Linked DNA regions of Mus musculus: region 1 is linked to region 2. A link is a contact called in public HiChIP or PLAC-seq data. All regions are on one chromosome and are shown on one strand. Each heading gives the region's core, a stretch centred on a gene start, on an enhancer-like site or on the middle of the called end of the contact. The rest is flanking DNA. Distances are from core to core; before and after follow the strand shown. Region 1 holds the start of Coch (cochlin). Region 2 holds the start of 3110039M20Rik (RIKEN cDNA 3110039M20 gene).

Evidence for each region. HiChIP or PLAC-seq counts read pairs in DNA pulled down with a chosen protein or histone mark.
Region 1: an H3K4me3 HiChIP or PLAC-seq map of stem cell-derived neural progenitor cells shows a contact between it and region 2, with 4 times the contacts expected there. The contact joins the promoter of Coch here to the promoter of 3110039M20Rik in region 2. A contact is called at or near these places in 6 of 39 promoter capture datasets (cranial neural crest, embryonic stem cells, frontonasal cranial neural crest and 3 more), 1 of 484 Hi-C or Micro-C datasets (cerebellum) and 1 of 115 datasets of contacts at active chromatin or transcription factors (stem cell-derived neural progenitor cells).

Annotation. Positions count from the first base shown.
Region 1 is chr12:51,591,547-51,596,833 of GRCm38.p6, reverse strand. It overlaps Coch (cochlin), which reads right to left and starts at 3,493. Exons shown (of 12, transcript NM_001198835.1): 1 at 3,429-3,493; 2 at 3,177-3,229; 3 at 3,043-3,096; 4 at 1,343-1,499; 5 at 257-390. The coding sequence starts at 3,210.
Region 2 is chr12:49,386,790-49,392,673 of GRCm38.p6, reverse strand. It overlaps 3110039M20Rik (RIKEN cDNA 3110039M20 gene), which reads right to left and starts at 3,022. Exons shown (of 3, transcript NR_026733.1): 1 at 2,735-3,022; 2 at 2,204-2,271. Foxg1 (forkhead box G1) reads right to left here. Exons shown (of 2, transcript NM_008241.2): 2 at 5,807-5,884.

The DNA.
Region 1 (5,287 bases), core at 2,244-4,743, 2.2 Mb before region 2:
AATGCCTACTTTGACAGTTAGTTCCTCGCTAAGTATCTACGCATCCAGATTGCAAACAATTCAGATTTTGGCTTCCACCGTGTAAAGTGGGATTGTTAACACTCCCAGACCCCCGTTTGGTTTGGGTGACTCTGTCCCATGGTTGACTTCTTAACCAACAGAATGAAAAAGGTGGGGCTAAGAAAAGCAGAGAACCCTCTTGAGGAGAGTGGAGGCGGTGTTTATACAGGGCTGAAAACAATGAACTTGTACCTACTGGTCACAGCGAAGGACGCGGACCATCGGGAAAGCATCTGAGACTGGATGCCGTTGGCATCTACCGAGGAGTAGTTCTCTCGACCAGGAAGGCTGTAGACACGCACAGGTCCCCCTGAGGTGCCAATCACTCCCCTGCCAGGCAAGAATTACAGCTGAGACACTACCCAATAGACATAGCCATCTGTTGCTTACATTGGTCAAGAAAACAGCTGGGTGGCGAAGTTAGTTGCCTAAGGATGCTTGCTGCTGGCCCTTGAAGACCTGCTTACACAGAACCAAGTATGTCTGGGAAAATGACTTTGTATTGTCAAACTTTTTAAAAGGGGTGATAAGAATACACTGATATCCTGTTTCCTACATTTCAGAGGTTCAGACTTAATAAAGAGGCATGAAATTTCTTAAAGAGTTAACCACATGTGCCCTTGACCTGTATTTAAAAAAAGAATCATACCCTGCCTCTACTGTAGGATGGCATGGTATTGGATTACCAGAGTGACATCAGCAAGATATTTGACAACCCTGAGTTCAGTCTCATGTGAAAACCAGAACAAGGCTGTGTCTACTGTAAGACTTGTGGTGGAAGTTAAAACGACAGGGTGTGTAGTATAAAAAACCCTACTATATATGACACGATGAGGAATATTTTAGAATTATAGAAATGTGGCCATCGCGCACTAATGCTGGGCTGGAGGAATGGCTCGGTGTTTAAGAGAGCTGGCTGCTCTTCCAGAAGCCCCAAGTTCAGTTCATAGCACTGTGAGGTAATTCACAAACACATGTAATTCCACCTTCAAACCCTCTCAACAGTCCTCCATGGGTGCACATGGGTGCCCGTGAGCACGCACGCACACAAACAAACAAACAAAACAACAAAAAACAATGTACTCTGCTCATTGTCAGAAAGTTTCCCTTGCACATTAGGTCATGCAGGAATACTCACGAAAATCTCAAAACTATGGCCAAAATTGGCACCAAGAAGAAGCAAGCAGGTAGGAGAGGGGTCCACACAGCTTAAGTTGGAAAGGAAACAATCACACGTGTGCCAGTTGGCACCGCCACGCCCTTCCCGTGGGCTCCGGCTTACCTATGGACAGCAGCGCCGCAGATGCTGGACACTGACGCATACACTATGTTCCCAAACACAGAGAATTCCTCAAGAGAGCAGCCTCCTGGGCAGAGAACATCTGCTTTCTCTTTTCGGATATCCAGGCCTCTGGTAAAGCAGGTGACAGGAATGGGAACTGAAGAGAAAGGGTGTGTCCTGTAAGAGCTCCTGGGCTGCTTTACGGGGGAAGTATTGCAGGGATTCTATTTATTCCCCCAATTTCTATACTTCTGCCAAAACACCGACTTAAATGTTGACACCGTTTTAGATATTAGCAAGCCCAAAGGGGTTTCCAATTTAATCTAGGGCCAAGTTACTACAGATATCTAATGTGACATTGTTTCCAGTTCTTCATCAATTTGGAAAATGTAATTGAAAAAGTGCATCAGAATGAGAAAATAGCATTAGTCTTTGACCTAGAAATAAAAAAAGATCTTAATTGTGATGAACTCTTTCCAGTTATTTATGATGACGGTACATCTGTATTGAGCCTTTGTGGAGTGTCTTCATAGACAAATGCAAACGTCTTCAGCTACCCTTCCCAGGGGGCTGTCTGGCCCATTACCTGATACAGTCAGGGCTTTACAGTCCCACATTCACATAAACCAACCAGTTAACAGGTGCCTGGATCATATATTTTACAATTGAGGAAATGAAAGTCATAGAGTTAATTAGCCTACGGAGCACGCCGCAAATCCCAAAGGCTAGGACACAAGGAAATTAGTCCTCTACTTGAATCTGATTGTATCTCCTCCAGATCTGTCCAAAGGAATATGGAAGGCAGCACCCCCCCCCTTTTTTTTTTTAAAAGAAAGCACTGCTAATATGCTTAAATCTTACAGTCAGTCGGACCAATTTAAAAAAAAAAAAAGTCTCTCCCACGAGGCAAGAAAGGATGGTTTTAAAAGTTGAGTAATTTGCCTCTGCCAAGGATCCTTGCCTGGACCACGGAAGAAAAGGGAAGACGCAAGGTGCAATATCAATTCTTCAGGCTCGGTTAAAATCCTAACTTCAAATAGGAGCCTTGCAACTCTATGAAATAACCCAAATCTTTTCCCTTTTCAGCGACGGGGGTGGGGGTAGGTGGGAGTGGGGCGACAACGACTCTGGAATCCAGGACCGAGATTGTCCGGAGCTGCTAACACTTGCTTTGTTGGGCAAAAGGTACTTACCATTTCTACTTTGAAGAAAAGCAAGCGTAAGATTTTAGAAGCGAAACTCTCTTACATCGCAGAAAAGACACCGAACCACACTCGGACTTCTACACGTGGAACAAACTCTTTTGAGGCTCCCAGGGAGATAGATATAGGAACCGCCGACGCTGTTTTCCAAAGGGGTTACAAGCACAAACGCACAGCACAGCGAGGTGATCGGATTAGGTGGGACCAGGATGTGAGCAGCCCTCCTCTGTGGGCTGGGACCAAACAGTTGTCCCCAGCCCGGAAAACAACGGAGTAACTCGGGACGAATGGTCCCGGGGCTAGGTGGCGTGCTCCCGGGAAGGAGGCACAAACGGACCCCGGGGACCCTGGCGTGGAAAAACAGGCAAGCCCGAGGGCTGCGCTGGAGATGGGTGAGGGCGGGTCTCCGCCTCTGCAGCCCCGCATCCCTACGCAGGTCCCTAGCCTGCGGGAACTGACCCTGTCCTCCCCATCTCCCTCCTCCCGCACCTAACTCACCCGCTCCCTCGGCGCGCGCGAACCGGGGCAGCAGCAGCAGCAGCAGCCACGCACCTGCGGAGAGAGGACAGCGAGGTGGCTACAGCCTCCGCCCGCGCGAGAGGGCGAGGGGTAGGGGATGGGAGTGTACCCACCGAGGCAGAGAGCAGGGATCCTGGACGAGGGCATGGCGAGGATCTCCGTGGACCTGCGGGAGAGTGAGGCGTGAACGAGGTTCGCCGGGGACCGCACGGCCCTGCGCTCCTCGGAAGCCGGCGAAGGCGGGAGAACCCGACCGCTGCAGTTCGAGCAGCTCCAGACGCGCTGTGCCACCTCGGACCAGCGTGGGGTACGCCAGGACACACAGGCAGAGGCACAGACCCTATGCACCTCCCCGGGTCCCGCACCTGCGTGGGATCCGCCCGGCTACACCCGAGTGCGGCAAGCGCGGCTCCGTGGCCGCTATAAAGACGGGCGGCGCGCATGAGCACTGTGCGGGGGGCGCCAGCAGGGGCTAGGAGCGGTCCCCAGCCCTCCCCCTCCCGCCCCCGTAGGGCGGTGGCCGGCCAGCTCCTCCCTCGCCCCCCCCCCCCGACGGTCCCCGGGGGAGGCCAGCGGACTGGCGCCTCTTCCTGCGGTGTGGGGTTCTCTGGGGAGGCGTGAAGGTCGCCTGTGGTGTCCGGGGACTTGATGGGAAAAGGCGTCGGAGCGCGTTTGGGGAAACGCCTAGGGACACTTAGGGCGTGCAGGGTACTGGACAGAGACGGTCTTAGGAGCCGCCTTGAGGGAATTGAGGGGCTCAGCAGGGTGCAGAGCAGCCAAGCCACCCGGTTCTGAGAACAAAACTTCCCAGCTTCGCGCCCCGTGGGGAACAGTGCCTACTTTAAAAGTAAAACCAAGCAGCATTTGATAAATGTTATGGAAAACTTGTCTTAGGGGCTCGGCCTCTGGACTTATTTTCAGGTGGAAAACGGTTTTCCCTGATGGGTCATTTGTTGTAAAGAGTAGGTACATTGTAGAGTGCTCCTAACCTCCAGACAATAGTTACATTTCTTTTTTTCTTCCTCTTTCTCCAGATTAGGAAAGATTCCTTGTTTGTGTTTCTAGTCTCAAATCTGGTGATTCTATGGAACTTTAGATGTGGTAGTATGTGCTCCGCATTTCAATTATAGCAACTTTTCATGATGGGCATAGAGAAAGAACAAAACACATAGGGCGTGTTCATGACAGACCTGCAAGGTAGCAGAGGAATTTCAGACCTGGACAGCCCCTGCTTTAGGTTTTTGTTGTTGTTGTTGTTGTTGTTTTGATTTTGGTTTTTTGAGCCATGGTTTTAAGGTAGTCTAAGATGACTTTGAATTCATTGTATCCTGCCTCAGCCTTCCGCAGTGCCACGGATGGACCAATCACACCTGGTTACAATACCTGTTTTAAATGTAGCTTTATTCAGCTATAATTTATGTCATAGAATCCATCCATTTAAAAGACAGGATTCAGTGACTTCTAGAAAGTTTATGATCCTCACCGTAGATCAATTTCAGAATATTCAATCACATCCAAAATGATGCCTCCTGGTGAAGAGCCGGCACGCCCTTTCCTCTCCACCACATGACCTCAGCAGTCCACTTCCTCTCCCTATAGACTTGGACATTTATGTACGTGGAGTCCTACACTAGTGCATGATGTGGAGGTGTGACTATGCTGAAGTGTGCGTCAGCTGAACAGCCCTTGCCTGGGCTGACAGAATGCCTCCGTGGTTTTACCAGGCATTTCTTTTATCACTTGGCTGTCTTCTGAGAAGGGACAAAATTGCTTGGTCGGTGATTTGGGAAGTACTCGGTGTTTCTTTTTCTTTTTCATGGCTGCTTGAAAGATTTGATCTCTTTCATGAGAGAATTGTGATTTTCTCAGGAGTCTACCTAACCATCCTTGATAGTTTTCTTGGAAGAAAAATTGAAGATGAAGACAATTAAAGCTGTCCTTTTCATGATTGTTCTTTGTGTGTCCTACGCCAGGGTTGGACAGGTTCCTCCAGTCAGGCCCGGGAAATTGTCGTGATCTTGTATAATTAGTTGCTAGGCAGCAACTCAGGCAGCATGGTCAAATGGGGTGCAAGGCAGAGAAAGAGTCCCTGCAGGGCACAGTCCCTGATGCCAGTCCACCATGATCTGGCAGAATCAAATTCCTGCAGCTATTTCCATGATAGACCCTGAGTCTGTGACTTAAGAAATGGAGGAAATAGCTCATTAAGTTTCATGGCTGTTTA
Region 2 (5,884 bases), core at 1,773-4,272:
TAACTTCAAACAACAATGATTAGGTCATTAAATTTCAGAGTCATGAGAAAATGAAAGAACCAACCGAGAGACAATTCGCTCTAACCCCATTACAGTTTTCAGTCTTCCTATTCAATCAAATTAAAACAAACAAACAAACAGTATCTGCCTAAGCAGGAAGATACCTTTGCTCCTTAAAGCACACAAAGAGGGAAGCAATAACAGGAAATGAGGAGGAGGAACGAAAACGAAGGTGTCTATTTCAACCCGGGATTCTATAAATATAGGAGAATTCAACTTTAGCCGGAAAATGAATATCCAAACGTGTAGTTATTGAACATGCTCTTTAGTAGCCACCCGAAGTTTGCAAATTTCGCCAAGAGCTATATGCTCTTTCCTCCTGTGAGGGCTTTTCCGCAATGTCAAAGACTCTGAAATGCTCTAGGCCACAAACCCGGAAAAGATGTAGGCCATTCCATCTCTCCTTACAGACTTACATGCAGAATTCTGAGTTATTTGTTATTATCTTAAGTATCTTCTCAGATCACGGTCTCGGGATTTCCGCCTATTTTAAGTTTTGCTAAAGGGCCAGGATGCAGCAGCGATGTGGAAGCTTAACAACTATGCTTGACTGTTATAAGAGGGAGGTGCAGGTGGAAGCATCCCGCTGCATTTCTCATCTCTTCCCTTCAATTCTTCCAAAAGGAAGATGATTCCTAGCGATTCTCCGCGCTTCCGCGGTAATCTGCTTCCCAGCCCGCTTTTGTCTCCCTAACTCCATGCTGCTCCTAGCGTTCAGGAAATTTCCTACCCGAATAACAGAGGCGAGGGCAATAAACCAGAAGGAGATAGACTATTGAAAAATCAGTTTTACCAACTACCGGGTGAGTGCTGAGATCTGAAACTGCACCCCATAAACAAAGACTAACTAACAGCTTCTTAGAAGTAGGGAAAGGATCTTAGACGGCTAAGAAGGAAGGGTAAGGTAGGGGAGCCTGCGTCCGCAGCTCTGGGAAACCAGTTCCCCAAGCGGCGGCGGTGTCCTGGGCTAGAGCGCCCTCGCGTTGCTGCTCGCCAGCAGCGCGGCTCATTGGGCAGGGAGGCCCGCAAGTGCTATCTGAACGCGGGCCCAGAACAGGCCTTGCAGCCGAGCAGCCCCAGCTAGCTCTACTGCCTGGTCCATGTTCTAATAGCATGTTCTGTTGTTAGTCCCTAACCCGAGACCTCAACTCCGGACCGAGTCCTGCCGCTCTACTTGGAGTCCAGCCCAGCGCCCTCGACAAAGCCAGTCCGAGTCCATAGTCCCAGGGCAGGCCATCCCGACACCGCAGCCCGGCCTCTCTCCGGAGCTTCGGGAGGAGTCAGCCAGAGTCTGGCGCGCTCGCAGCCACCGTGGGACAGCCAGACTCTGGAGCATACAACGCTGGCTCCTAAGTGTGCATTAAAAATCAATTATTTTCCTGAGATTTCCAAAGCCGGGAACTGAGCTATTCCCAACAGGGACAAAGTCAAGCCCAGAACGGTGCTCATTTCCCTCGATTTTTTTTTCCTCCTCTGTGAGACCAAGAAGTCTCCTTCTCTCAAGTGGCTCTGAACTCGACCTGCACCAGATCCGCTTAGTCCTGTAGAGACCATAGCTTGTCGCAGCCAAAGGAACTGAGGAAAGAGGGCCCGCACTGGGTGAGGCTGGCAATGCCAGTGTGAAAGTAGAAAAGAAAGCATGAGAGAGAGAGAGAGGGAGAGAGAGAGAGAGAGAGAGAGAGAGAGAGAGAGAGAGAGAGAGAGAGAGAGAGAGAGAGATTGGTTCTTAATGATATTAAAAAAAAGTCTTTATGCCAACGATCCCAGGTTTGAACATTAAATTTCCTTGTTCTCTGAAGCAGCCATGAAATTCAGAAATTTCTCCATTAAACGAAATACCTTACACTTCTGTACATACTAGAGTATCCCATTGCCTTCTCCATATAAATTTATCTTCTTTTTTTCCTTCTTTGAAATATCTAAATCCTCTTTACCTAGGCAGCCACCATGATTTCTGCCCACGTGGACAAATCACGCATTCATCCACCTATGGCTGTGAGAATCTACTCGCTTGGAACAATTTCCAAGTGGGAAAAAAGAACACTTAAGCCTCCAAGAGTCTAGATTTAAGGGTACATCCACAGTAGCCTGTGGGACACGCTAACCACCCACCACCACGTGCGGCAGGGAGACTTTCACTTACCGATCTCCTGGTGAGAGTGTTCACAGTTCTCAAGTCCTCAGCAGCCTTCCGATAACATCGAGCAGAACCTTGGATTGGGGGGTGGGGTGGGGGCACCAAATCGGGAGGGAGGGAGGAAGACAAAACATAACACTACGTCATATATTCCGCAGCCCAGCGCCCCTGGGCCTACATTTCCTGGACAAAGTCTTCAAGAACTGAGTGGGGGAAAGGGCCAATTTAGGAGCTGGAAACTAAAAGATAGCTTGGTTTTAACTATTGGAGCTTAGGGGAGGAGTTCCTGGAGGAATGGTAAAGCAGGGCAATTGGGGTGAGAGAAAAGAGGGAAATTGGAAGCAAAAGAAAAATCGAAAATGGATTTTCCAGCTATCTGGAAGATCGCTAACACCCTTTAACTCTTACAGTAGGAAGAACTCAGTCATATTGTTGCTAAAGAGAATTTAGATGACCACTACTCTTTTTGTAACTTCAGGATCCGGCCTTGAGTAGAAGTATAATGAGGGGAAATTTTAAAACTCAATGTTTACCTACCCTGCTTCTTAGAAGGGCTGTGCAGATTTTCCTCTGGAGATTTCCGTCTGTCTGGGAGAAGCTGGAGTATGGCTGGGGACAGGGTTATCTGCTGAAGTAGGAATGTACAGGAACCCCGCCCCTCTAGACACAGTTACACAACCTCAGCAACCCATCTCAGCCAGCACTGAAACCTGCAATGATCTTCACCGTCACCGTTTGTTAACCTAATTCTCCAACAGGCTTTTAGCCTTAAAAAGAACCAACTATATTAGCTACTCACAAAATTAATTTATCAAAATTAAAATTATTTCAATGCATGCAAAATCCTCAATGACAAAGTAGAAAATACATGTTGTAAAAATCAAAATTTTATATAGACTTCTAATATATTTTATGTGCCCATCTCTTTGGGGTGAAATATGTACCAACTTGAATACATATTATAATCAATACACTTCAGGACAGATTTTTTTTCCTTTCTGCTCTTGCTATGATTCCAGCCATAGAAGACACGGGAAGACTACCTTCACTATCATCAGGACACTTGTACAGAACAGTTTTAGACTAACTTGATTTCCAGTATTGCAATTACAGAAAAAAATATTTGGAAGAAATTCCCTGTCTGTTGCATTTTAAATCATTTCCTTGTGTTTATGTACTAACAGTTTCATTAACTTCCAATTATGTCAATTGAAATACTAAATCTGTAATATTACAATTTGGAGTTTTAATTTTTAAATCGTGATCATTTTCAAAAAGGTCAGTCTTTACTTCATTTTAAGCAATATAAGTCTACGCAAAAATAATCTCCAAAGAGTTTTAGAAGTGTTTGTCTGCACTGAACTTACTGCAATCAGCAAAAAGTTGGTGACAATACACAGTAAAACACTGTAACAGGTCTGAAGCAAAATTAAATGTATCAATACTATAGCAAATTGTCATTTTTAAAAGAGGATATCCTGAGGGAGGGTCAATCATATAAAAATTAATGAAATAAAATATGTTCATAGACTGGGCTTCAAAAAGGCCTCTACCAAATTATATATATATATATATATATATACACTCATTCTTGCTTATGTCTAGGAAGCCTAATAAACAAACTTCCAATCACATCGTCTATATTAGTAAATTAGACATGGGCTAAAGCACACTTGTACTCCAATATCTAGTTCCATAAATACAAAAAGTCAACTTCATTATGGACTTGAAAGTACAAAAAATATTGCCATTGAAATTATATTTCTCTATATTTTAAATAAACATTTTATAAAATTATAAATAAGTATGGAGTGTTCATTTATGCTGTCCAGAGAGCAAACACTCACCAACGAAATGTTTCTTAAATATCTAGATCTATTAGTTTTACTATGTGAATTCAGCTTTCCTTTCAACTTTTGATAGTTAATACTGTGTTTCCTCCGTGGTAGTACATACTTATTCCATAAATAAAGCCCATAGCAGAAGCAAGCAATAGTCATCCTATTTTTCCTCCAATCTAAATGTAGGCCTTTCCCTGTTTGTCTCTCAGCTATGCAATGAAGATTTCTTTGCCTAAGCCCACATTCCCTGCCTCCCCCCTTACTTGTGTGTGTGTGTCTGTGTGTGTGTGTGTGTGTGATTCACTTTTAAAAAACTGTTAGATTAAAAAAAAAGACTTATATCTAAGCAAAATCTATTCTCACATTAAGATGGAGATAATCAAACTAGTCTATTTTGCCCATCTCTCTCTGTTCAATTTGATTCCAGCTTTTTAAAATTTCATAAGATCTCTCTCCCCTCTTCCCCGCTTTCTCCCCTTCTCCCTTCTTCCTTTCTCCAATTCACAACCCAGCCATCCCCATTTCCCAACATCAGCTATTCTAAATTTAAAATCAATTTTAGCCAACCTGCTTCTCTACTGGGTTCACTGCCCCTCTTCCCCTGAGCAACTCTCTAAGTGTTTGCTGATAACATCTTAGGGACAGATTATTTTTCACTGGACCCATTGTAAAAAGTGGCCAGCTTATTGCATTACTGCAGAACACATTTCAGACTATACAAATGTAACAAATGAACAACTTGCCTTCCACAGAATCACCACAGGATCCAATTAATTACTAAACCTTTAACTCAGGTTTTCTAATTATTTTCTGGAATTATAGTGAGTGGGCTATTTGAGACAATTTGGAAAAGTTTTCATTTTCATATGTATGCATATGTATACACTTAATATATCTCATATATATGCATATTGTAGTTAAAACCAAAAATTTGTTCTGTATAAGCAAAAGAAACACATCTGTAAATTAAATTATACAAATATATTAAAAAGCTAATCAAACAAGTACCTCTATGATGTAAAAATGGAGGGGGAGATAGGGCTATTTTACTGTGAATAACTAGACTTTTAAATTGATGTAATTAAAAATATAAATATCAACATCCGTCTATAAATCATTACAACAGGTGATCACTTCAGTAACTCTATAATCCAACTCAGCAAATCTTTATTAGAATTCTTTCACTGTGGGTAAAAAGCCAGAAAAATAAATGCTGACTTAGAAAGTATAAATACAAATAGTTAAAAAAAATGTTTGCAGCATTCATAGCACAAATTGTACCTGAACTGAAGGGATATATATATATATATAATATACATATATAATATATATTATATATCATACTATATTGCTCATTATTCACTTATATCTAACTATATACATATATTTATTTATAGTTTGTCAAATTCTATAAACAAATACCTGAAACAATATATATAAAGGACATTCTATCAACTGATCTTTAAAATAAGTACAGAATAAACAGCTATGCATATAAAATTGAATACCTTTCTTTGCTGCATATCTACAAAAACAAAGATATCATCTGAAAATCCTAGGTTTCATTTAGAGCTAGTATTTATTAAGTAGCCTGTTCTTGGTAAAAATTGTTCACAAAGGGGGAAAAACTGCTATTCTCAGTTTTAGAGTCTCAGTTCAAATTAAAGGAGCAGTTTAAACTCCAGGTTGGCTAAAAAAGCCTTTGAATTTCCTATAAGTTGAATGGTATTTTGCAAATTAGCTCTACTTAATAAAAGAGACAAAAATATCAAGATATATATGAATTTAGCCTATTTTTTATTTCTGTGTGTTCATAGTAAACATTTTTGTAAGTGACAAACACGGG